Regions from separate parts of the Mus musculus genome. Here region 1 is linked to region 2. Evidence: chromatin contacts called from public HiChIP or PLAC-seq data. All regions are on one chromosome and are shown on one strand. The core of a region is the stretch at or near the end of the contact, and the rest is flanking DNA. Distances in the headings are between cores, read along the strand shown. Region 1 overlaps Cap2 (CAP, adenylate cyclase-associated protein, 2 (yeast)). Region 2 holds the start of Rbm24 (RNA binding motif protein 24).

What was found. HiChIP or PLAC-seq counts read pairs in DNA pulled down with a chosen protein or histone mark.
Region 1: a contact with region 2 is called in an H3K4me3 HiChIP or PLAC-seq map of neural progenitor cells, with 4 times the contacts expected there. The contact joins the enhancer-like site here to the promoter of Rbm24 in region 2. A contact is called at or near these places in 5 of 39 promoter capture datasets (the HPC-7 cell line, embryonic stem cells, hippocampal neurons and 2 more), 1 of 484 Hi-C or Micro-C datasets (psoas muscle), 7 of 115 datasets of contacts at active chromatin or transcription factors (embryonic basal ganglia, embryonic forebrain, embryonic hindbrain and 4 more) and 4 of 9 other capture datasets (adipose tissue, embryonic stem cells, liver and 1 more).

Annotation. Positions count from the first base shown.
Region 1 is chr13:46,597,076-46,601,370 of GRCm38.p6, reverse strand. The region is part of intron 4 of Cap2 (CAP, adenylate cyclase-associated protein, 2 (yeast)); the gene reads right to left. Among named protein-coding and RNA genes, the nearest start is that of Fam8a1, 70 kb to the left of the region's middle. Within about 2 kb of position 2,855, at least 4 of the 459 cell types and tissues checked have an H3K27ac peak or open chromatin away from gene starts, as enhancers often do. A contact at or near this core is called in hippocampal neurons and neural progenitor cells, where this site is marked.
Region 2 is chr13:46,415,916-46,420,150 of GRCm38.p6, reverse strand. It overlaps Rbm24 (RNA binding motif protein 24), which reads right to left and starts at 1,851. Exons shown (of 4, transcript NM_001081425.1): 1 at 953-1,851. The coding sequence starts at 1,120.

The DNA of each region.
Region 1 (4,295 bases), core at 1,606-4,105, 180 kb before region 2:
ATCCTGATGTCTGGAGAGATTTTCTTCTTCTTTTTTTAGTTTTTAAAAAGCTGTAATATTTTAAATGTATGTGTGTGTGTGTGCCTACATGTGTTTATGTGCATGCATCATGCGTGTGCAGCCAGAGGGTGTTGTACCCTCTGGAATTGAAGTTATAGGCAGTTGTGACCCCCTGATGTAGCTGCTGAGAATTGAACCTAAGTCCTCTGCACAAGCAGCGAGCACTCTGCTGAGACATCTCTCCAGCTCCCAGGGAGAAGCTTGTAACACCCACACTCTTGTACCTAATTGTTCCATGAAAAGCTTTAGTGGTCCATTCTATTCATCAGCATATTTTATTTCAGTAACAGCTTTTGCTTTGGTTTATAAAGCAACTTTCCTAGCCACCAGAAATAAAAAGCATACAGAACGATGGTGATGGGGTCACATGAAGTCATTCCTCACTGGCTTTTGCTGCAGAGCCCCTGGAAATGAGAGGTCAGGAGCCAGCGACAAAGCACCATTAAGATACAAGACCTCGGGGCTGGCATTGAAATTTGATGTTAACTTGTTCCATTTTTCGTACCATGATTGAACCTTTGGTTACAAATTGGCATTTTCAATGTGAAGTATTTTCTATGAAAATGTTCTGCAGTTTCTCTGTCAACCTTCCGAGGTTTGGTGGCTCATTACTGTCATCTCAGTGATTAGAAGACAGAGAGAGACAGGAGGATCAGAAGTTGAAGACTAGCCTTAGCTATGTAGCTATTTTAGGGCTGGCCTTAGTTACTCAGTGAGTTCGAAGCCAGTCTAGGTACATGAGATCCTGACTTAAAAACAAACAAACAAACAAACAAACAACTACAAAAACCAAAAATGAAATGAAACAAACAAACAAAACAACAACTACAAAAACCAAAAATGAAACAAACAAACAAACAAACAACTACAAAAACCAAAAATGAAATGAAACAAACAAAACAACAACTACAAAAACAAAAAATGAAACAAACAAAAAACCAAAATAACCAACAGAACCAAACAAATTGAAGCAAACGACCAGAAAGCACAGTTCTACTGACATGACAGGAGGGCCATATTTTTTTCTAAGTGCTCAATGCCAGAAAATTTTCAGATAGGTAGCTATCTGATAGAAACAGGCGAGCTCAATGGCTACATAAACATTAAACACAGTCACCTACAGTGGTTTGAGTCCCCACTCTATCTCCTGAGTCTTGAAACGACACTGAGGGTCAGAGGTCAATCAATACCTCCCCCAAGCCCCCCCAAACCAAAAACCAACCAACCAAACAAACAAACAAATAAACAAAACAACCAACACAGAGCCTTTACACTAACTGCTTCTTCAGATTAAGACAAATACTTTCTGAGATGTGGTTGCTTATATTTCCGTCAGAATCTGTATAGTTCATATCAGAGCAGAATCCTAGGGCTCTCAGATCTTGGACTGTTCTGGTAGGCACTGTGAGAGCAGTGTGTACATAAAGGTGACTAGAGTCAAGGGGAGCAGGTCTTTTCCATCCCCACCCCAGGGTGCTGGCTAACAAGAGCATAAGACGCACATGAAATCTGGTGACTCCTTCCCACACTGGGACTTGACAAAATGGGTTCCTGGCAAAGGCTGGGTTCATGGCAGAGACACGGGGTGAGTAGATTATTTGGGTTCCAAGAAGAAAGCAGGGAGCTCGCACTTAGCAATGACAAATGAGGCTATTTGGATTCAGTGTTGTGAGAACACAGGAGGGGATGAGCTTAAAAAAAAAAAAACAACGCAAACTTAACCTGGTTATGCATCATGAACCCAAAAGAGACGGGAGGCCAAGAAGATGCTCACCCTCCATCTCCCTGTTTTTTCGATTTATTGGATTGGTCGAGCTGAGAGAGCATCAATTGCTATGCTCTCCGGGACATACCATCTGGCTGCCGACAGGGATGGATTTTATAATCACCTATACTTTTACTTTATGAGGTTGCGCACACTGGAGCTGAGAGGCACCAGGGCTTTCCACAGGACTTTGCCAAGTGGAGAAAAGTGCTAAAGCAATTTCAGTTCAATCAGTTTTATAAAACCAAAGGAAGCCTACAGCAACCGCAAATGAGTTCTTCCAATGAGGAGACATATAAGACTTTGGACAGGAGTCTAGTTTTTTTTTTTGCCAACATCTGATGAGTTCTGGCTGAATGCCATACATCAAGTGATGGCTTGCCCACCAGTTGCCTTGACTTTCTAATGCTACATCTCAGGGTCCCATCTGCAAGATCACCTGCATCTGCAAGAAGCTGCTTTTCTCTCCCTCTGATTAAGTGACTGTGATGAAAATATGGGCAGATCTCTCCTTAGAGACTCATTCAGAGTGAAGCTGAGATCACAGCAAGCTGTGATAACCCAAGCAGTGCAAGGCATTTCAGCAATGTCTTAGTTTAGGAGTCTCAGAACACCCCAAGGGCCAGATTAACCATCAATCTAGCCATCAATCTCTAGTGTCAATCATCCTTCATCACAAATCCACTTTCACTGTGAGGGTTAGCAGGTCATCACACGGCTCCATTGTTTTTCTCGAGGGTAGAACACACCAGCCTTATAAACACTGACTGTGTTTATATATAACTATAAGGCTGGGCATCCTGGTCCATGGAGCCGGAAGGAGGGTCGCTGGGTATGATGTCTGTCTCTTGACTCTCAGTCCATCTCATGTAGGGCTGCTAAAGCTTATCACTCTGCTCCACTTGTGTCTTTGCCCATGGAATTTACTTCATCCCCCTGCTTCCCTCCAGGGTTTCTATGGAACAGAGCTACAGGAGCCTGTGGATGGCTACAGGAGCCACAGAGATCTGTCGGTTGCTCACCCTGTTTTTGCTCATCCGCCTCCTCTCTGGGAATTTTCTGTCATTACCATGGAGACGCCTTTAGGGAACTGAATGGGGTTAAAGAAGCCTCCCCACTCTCTAACACCCTCCCCTACACACAGAGTGGACGCAGGGTTATTTTCTTTGAATTGTTATGTTTTTAACCACACACACAAGCAAAATAGTTTCAGTGATTTTTGACTTAAGAACACTAATCAGAATTTATTTAAAAGGAAAAACACCATCAATTCCAAATGTCTGCATATTTCCCATCTGGCATATGTTTATAGTTTTATATGAAATTATGGTAATTGAAGTGGTTGTATCACATTTGAGTATTTGCTTTGAATGATATCTATCTCATTCTTTGGCGACTGTTTTCAAGATCTCTCTTCATGTGGGAGTATAGGCAGAGCCTTTTTCCTTGTGTTATGAGTCTGTCCCCTACTCCCATCTCTGCTGCTATTATTTGGGAAAACCTTCCTGTGCCAATTCCAACCATCCCATCAATGGCAGTACCATTATGAAGCAACAGCATTCTCTGTACCTATAGAGCAAACTGAGAACCAATGGCTGTAGCAGTCCGAGGCTGGGAAGCTGTGATGATTAATTGTAGTTATCTACTTGATGAGATCTAGAATCACTTGGGAGACATGCCTCTGGGCATCTCTGTGGGGATTATCTTTATTAGGTTAGTTGGGGTACAAAGACCTGCCCACAGTGGGCAGTACCATTCCCTAGGATAGGATCTCTGACTGTGTGAAAAGGAGAAAGTGAGTTGAGCAGTGTATCCACTTATTGCTCTCTGCTACATAACTGTGGGTGGAATATGACCAGGGGCTTCAAACCCCGCTGCTGTGGCTTCCTTGCTGTGATGGACTGTAACCTCCAACTGTGAGCCAGAATAAACTCTCCATCTCTTAAGTTGTTTTTGCCAGGGCATTTTTTTTTTTTTATCACAGCAAAAGAAAAGTTTTTTTTTTCAGGATATTTTATTACAGCAAAAGAAAAAAAAATAAAGACAGGTCTCCTTGGAAAAATCCAAGGAGATCTGGCTAACTAAAATCCTGTGTTTTTCTTAATTTATCATTACCTTATTCCATAGGTCACATGACTCTAAATCTTGTGTGTGTGTGTGTGTGTTTAAGATCTCCCTCTGTCTCTGTCTCTCTTTCTCTCTGTGTGTTGTATATGAATGTACATGTTTGTGTGTGTGTATACATGTGCTCATGTACACATAGAGGCCAGGGTTTGTTGTTCATCATCCTACATTGAGCTCCACCTTGTATTTTGATACAGAGCCCATCACTGAGCCTGGAGTTCATAGATTCAATTAGACTGGCTGGCGAGTGGGCTCCTGAAAGCTGCCTTCCTCCACCTCCCCAGTGATGGGGTTACAGGCATGGGCCATCACTCCTAGCCTTAGATACTGGTGCTGGGGTTAGGGA
Region 2 (4,235 bases), core at 602-3,101:
ATTCTCTGCCTTAAAAAAAAAAAAAAAAAGCAGAAAGAAGAAAGGAAGGAAGGATCTCCCCCGCCCCCCACCCAAAGTCCTAAGGGTGCTAATGTGGGGCCTAACAGAGATTGGGAGCCACCATTCTGAATTCGCGCGGAGATTTACCTTTTACATTCCCACCGGGGCCCCAGAGGTACTGTGGGCTTTAAACAAAGTCCAGCCCCAAACCAGCTGGTTACTCCCCAGCGACAATAGCGATTGCCCTGCTCCTGGGCTCTCAGCTCTTTGGGCTGCTGAATTCGCCCCTTTAAATCTCCAGGAAGCTTAATGTGCTGTTTCAGTTAGGCAAACACCCAGAGGTGCAGCTTTTTCTTTTCCTTTTAGAATCTACCTTTGCAATTTAAAAGATAGTGATGTAAAGTGTGTGTGTGTGTATGTGTGTGTGTGTGAGTGTGTGTGTGTGTGTGTGTGTGTGTGTGTGTGTGTGTGTGTTAGCTCTAGCCCTCCCTGGGCCTAAACAACACACACACACACACACACACACACACACACACACACACACACTGTTTTTTTTTTTTTTTCTTTTTTAAACAAAGCACCAGCTCACTTAACAACCAGCCTCCAACCTGGGAATCCACAGTGAGGGGCTCTGCTTCCTCCCTCCCAACTCTCCACATCTCCCATCTCTCCTTCCCAGGCTCTCGGGGCCACCGAAAGAGCATGGCCTCAGGTCCTCTCTGTACCCCACGAGGCAGCCACGGCCCTTCGTTTCTCCAAGCCCCATCGCACTTAAAGTTTCAGCTTAGCTCCGAGTGAACGGGCGTCCCGCGAGGTCCCACTGTGCCCCTTATCCTAATCTCTGCCTCCCCAGGGCCTGGGGCCACTTGCTCCCTGCTGGCCTGATCGCTTTGGCCAGGACCTCTCTTAGTTGCTCCCCACCCACCCTGAGTCCTTCTTCCACGTAACTTACAAATCCGTAGCCCCGGGACTTGCCGGTCTGCCGGTCTGTGATGACCACCGCTTCCTCGATGTCTCCGAAGACCTCAAAGTACTTGCGCAGGCTGGCGTCGGTGGTGTGGTAGGGCAGCCCTCCCACGAAGATCTTGGTGTACGTCGTGTCCTTCTGGGTGGTGTGCATCTTCGCGCCCGCCCCGCGGCTCGGGCTCCGGCTGCGGCTGCGGCTGCGCCTGGTCCTCGGGCTCCGCGTCTCCCGCAGCGCGCGGCGGCCGCCGGGGGCCGAGGGCGCGCGCGGGGGCGAGGGGGCGGCGTGGGCGCTGGGCGCGCGGCTTCCCAAGTGGCCCACTGTCCCCGACACTCGCCCAGGCGCTCTGCTCCAGTCCCCGCGTCCGGTCACTGTCCAGACCTTCCGGATCGTCCGGGTAACCAGCTCCGTAGCCGCGGACTGTGGGAGCCTTTTGCACTCACGCCGCGTGAAAGTAAAAATAAAATAAAAATATTTTTTTTCTTAAATGCAGAGAGGGTGGTGGTCTCCAAGTCCAGAAGAGGTAGATGGTTCTTTCTCAAAAAATCGAGTGGCTTAGTGGGATGGGGGTTGGCTCAGAGGCTACCGTGTCCCGGGGGCGCGGAGGTGGCAGCTGGGGGCGCGGTGCTGGGCCCGGCTCGGTCTGGGAACCGTCCCTTCTGCTTAGTAGCTGCCACACCAGTGCGGACGGAGGACCGCTCTCCAACCCTCTATTCCTTTTTCCCCAGCGGCCCTGGGGGTCGACGCCCGGCTGGGGAGGGGGCGGGCCGGACGCCTGCGATTGGCCGGGACAGCACCTGGGGCGCCCGGCGCCGCCGCCCCCCAGCTGTTGGGAACAGCTGCTTCTCTCCCCGCGCGCGGGCGCTGGGTCGCCTGGCTGGGGCTCTGGCGCTGTTGCTGGGGCAGAGTTGGAAACGGCTGGAGGCGGCCTGGCTCTGTTGTTGCCTGCTCCTACTGGTCAAAGTCGCAAAGACCCCTGGCGATTCCCGCAGGGACCCAGAGTGAGCTGATTGACGCTCCGAAGCAGACCACGCTAGCTTCTTGCTAGGCCTCGCTGGCACGACCAGTTGACTTGAGAGTCCCCCGGGGCCTGGGGTGGTTTGTACAGAGGCCAGTCCCCTCCCAAACACCTGGGACCAAGGAGATCTGTCTCTAGCGTCTGAACCGTGAGAAGAACTCTCAAGTTTTCTTAGCCCCCAAAAGCTGGTGCTGTGGGTAACCAAGAGGAAGAGCCCCAGGGATGTTATGTGGTGGGGTGAATAATAATAATAGCCCCTAGCATTTGGGAATGCTTGAGAAAAACTTTGGCTTTAATGGCTCACAGCTAGCAAAGGGTGTCTGTATTCATCTGGCCCTGCTGACTACTGCAGAGGACCATGAATTAGTACTGTACCTCCCACGATCATCAAATTTGTGCTTCCTGCCTAACTTAGTTATTCAGGAAGATGGGTACAATGTCTGTCTCAACACAAGTCGCTCCCACCTCCGCCTTTTTTTTTCCCCACTAAGCAAAGAATCTATTTCCTTCTATTTGAATTGCAGAACGGTTAGTGAATTGACCTCATTTATTTATCCGGATATAATTGTAAAAAGTATGATTTCTTTTAAAAGGGTGGGGGCTGTTACATAACGATGGATTTCTACCAGCAATTCTGGAAGCATAGATAGAATACACTAAACGTAGTATATGTTTATTAATTTAAGCCAGCTCGTTGGCAGTTCTTATGCTCAATAGGGCTTTAAATTAATGACGCTTTGAAATCAGCCCATCATATTTAAGGTTTAGATTAAAATACCCCTCCCCCTTATTTTGAGACAGGGTATTGTGTATCCCAGGCTGTCCTTGAACTTCCGGTGTATCATAAAGATTACTTTGAATTTGAACTTCTGATTCTTCTGTCTCAGAGTCCTGAATGCTGGGACTGCGGGCATGTGCCCCTTCTCTGGGTTTATGGGAAGCTTTGGGAAGGAGCACAGGGCTTCCTTCCTGCCAGGCAAGCACTCTGCCGACTGAGCTACATCCCCAGGCCCCCGATGAAAGTATTTAATGTAAGCAGAACATTTCACTCTCTGCCCTCACTGCACAAGCGGGTTTTGCTCCGAGAGGCCAGTGTAGTCCCAACACTAGTTGCCCCTGAGCTACATCTTTTATTTCCTTTTAAACAGGTCAGTGTATTAACCGATAGAGCCCCACAGACATACCCCAGTTACTTTCCAGGGCACCTTAGCTGTCAACCCCAGCCAATGAAGAATGTGGTGTGTGCAAAGGTGAATGAGAATTACTAGCAAATATTCTGGTAGGAAATCTTCAATTCATCTTGCTGATTTCCACAGGAGGCTGCCCGAGGTTATCGGGGTCAGTTTGAATCCTCAGTGAGAGAAAAGGAAAACTAAGAAATCTCGCTGTGGTTAATCCTGGGGAGAAAAATTAAGCAGTTTATATAATGTAAGTATTTTATACGAAGTGTTGACTCTTTAATACAGTTCCTCGTGTTGTGGTGATCCTCCAACCACTAAACTATTTTTGTTGCGACTTCTTAACTGTAATTTTACCACTGTTATGAATAGTAACAAACTATCTGTGTTTTCCAATGGTCTTGGAAGGTCACGACCCACAGGTTGAGAACCACTGTTGTAGACGCCGGCCCCAGTGTGAAAATATAAATCTTTGTCGCTGTTTAAGTGAAGTACTAGTTCAGAAGGGACTCTGTGCTCGAAGGACAAAAGATAATTTTTAAAAGTAAGAAAGCAGACCCTGACACAGAAGACGTATGCTTTCGAGTATTTAATATTCATCTTACGGTGTCATTTCACAATTATAGTACTTCACTGAAGCGCAGGCGGGCAAAAGCCTCTGAGAGGGGAGGCTTTTTGTCTACTAAGAAGTCCCAGACACTGTGTGCCATTGGATGACTTGTCTTCCTACATGGGTAAGAAGCCAACCCAGCCTGCAGGCAAAGAGAGTATCTGGGAGTGCAGCCAGGCATTTGGATGGTGGTCTCTAGGCAAAGTGGAGAGAGCTAAGAGGAAGGTTTTACCCCCACAACGGGATAGACTATCCTAGAGCTCAGCCTTCGGGAAGAAATACACTCTTTACTTCGAGGACTGAGGAAGCAGCTTAGTGGGAAAAATGCTTGGTGTGCAAGTGCTAGGACCTGAGTTCAAATCCCTGTATCGCCACGAATGCTAACTGTGCTGGCACATCTTGGCCAGCTTCTGGTCTCTGTACACACACACACACACACACACACACACACACACACACACACAT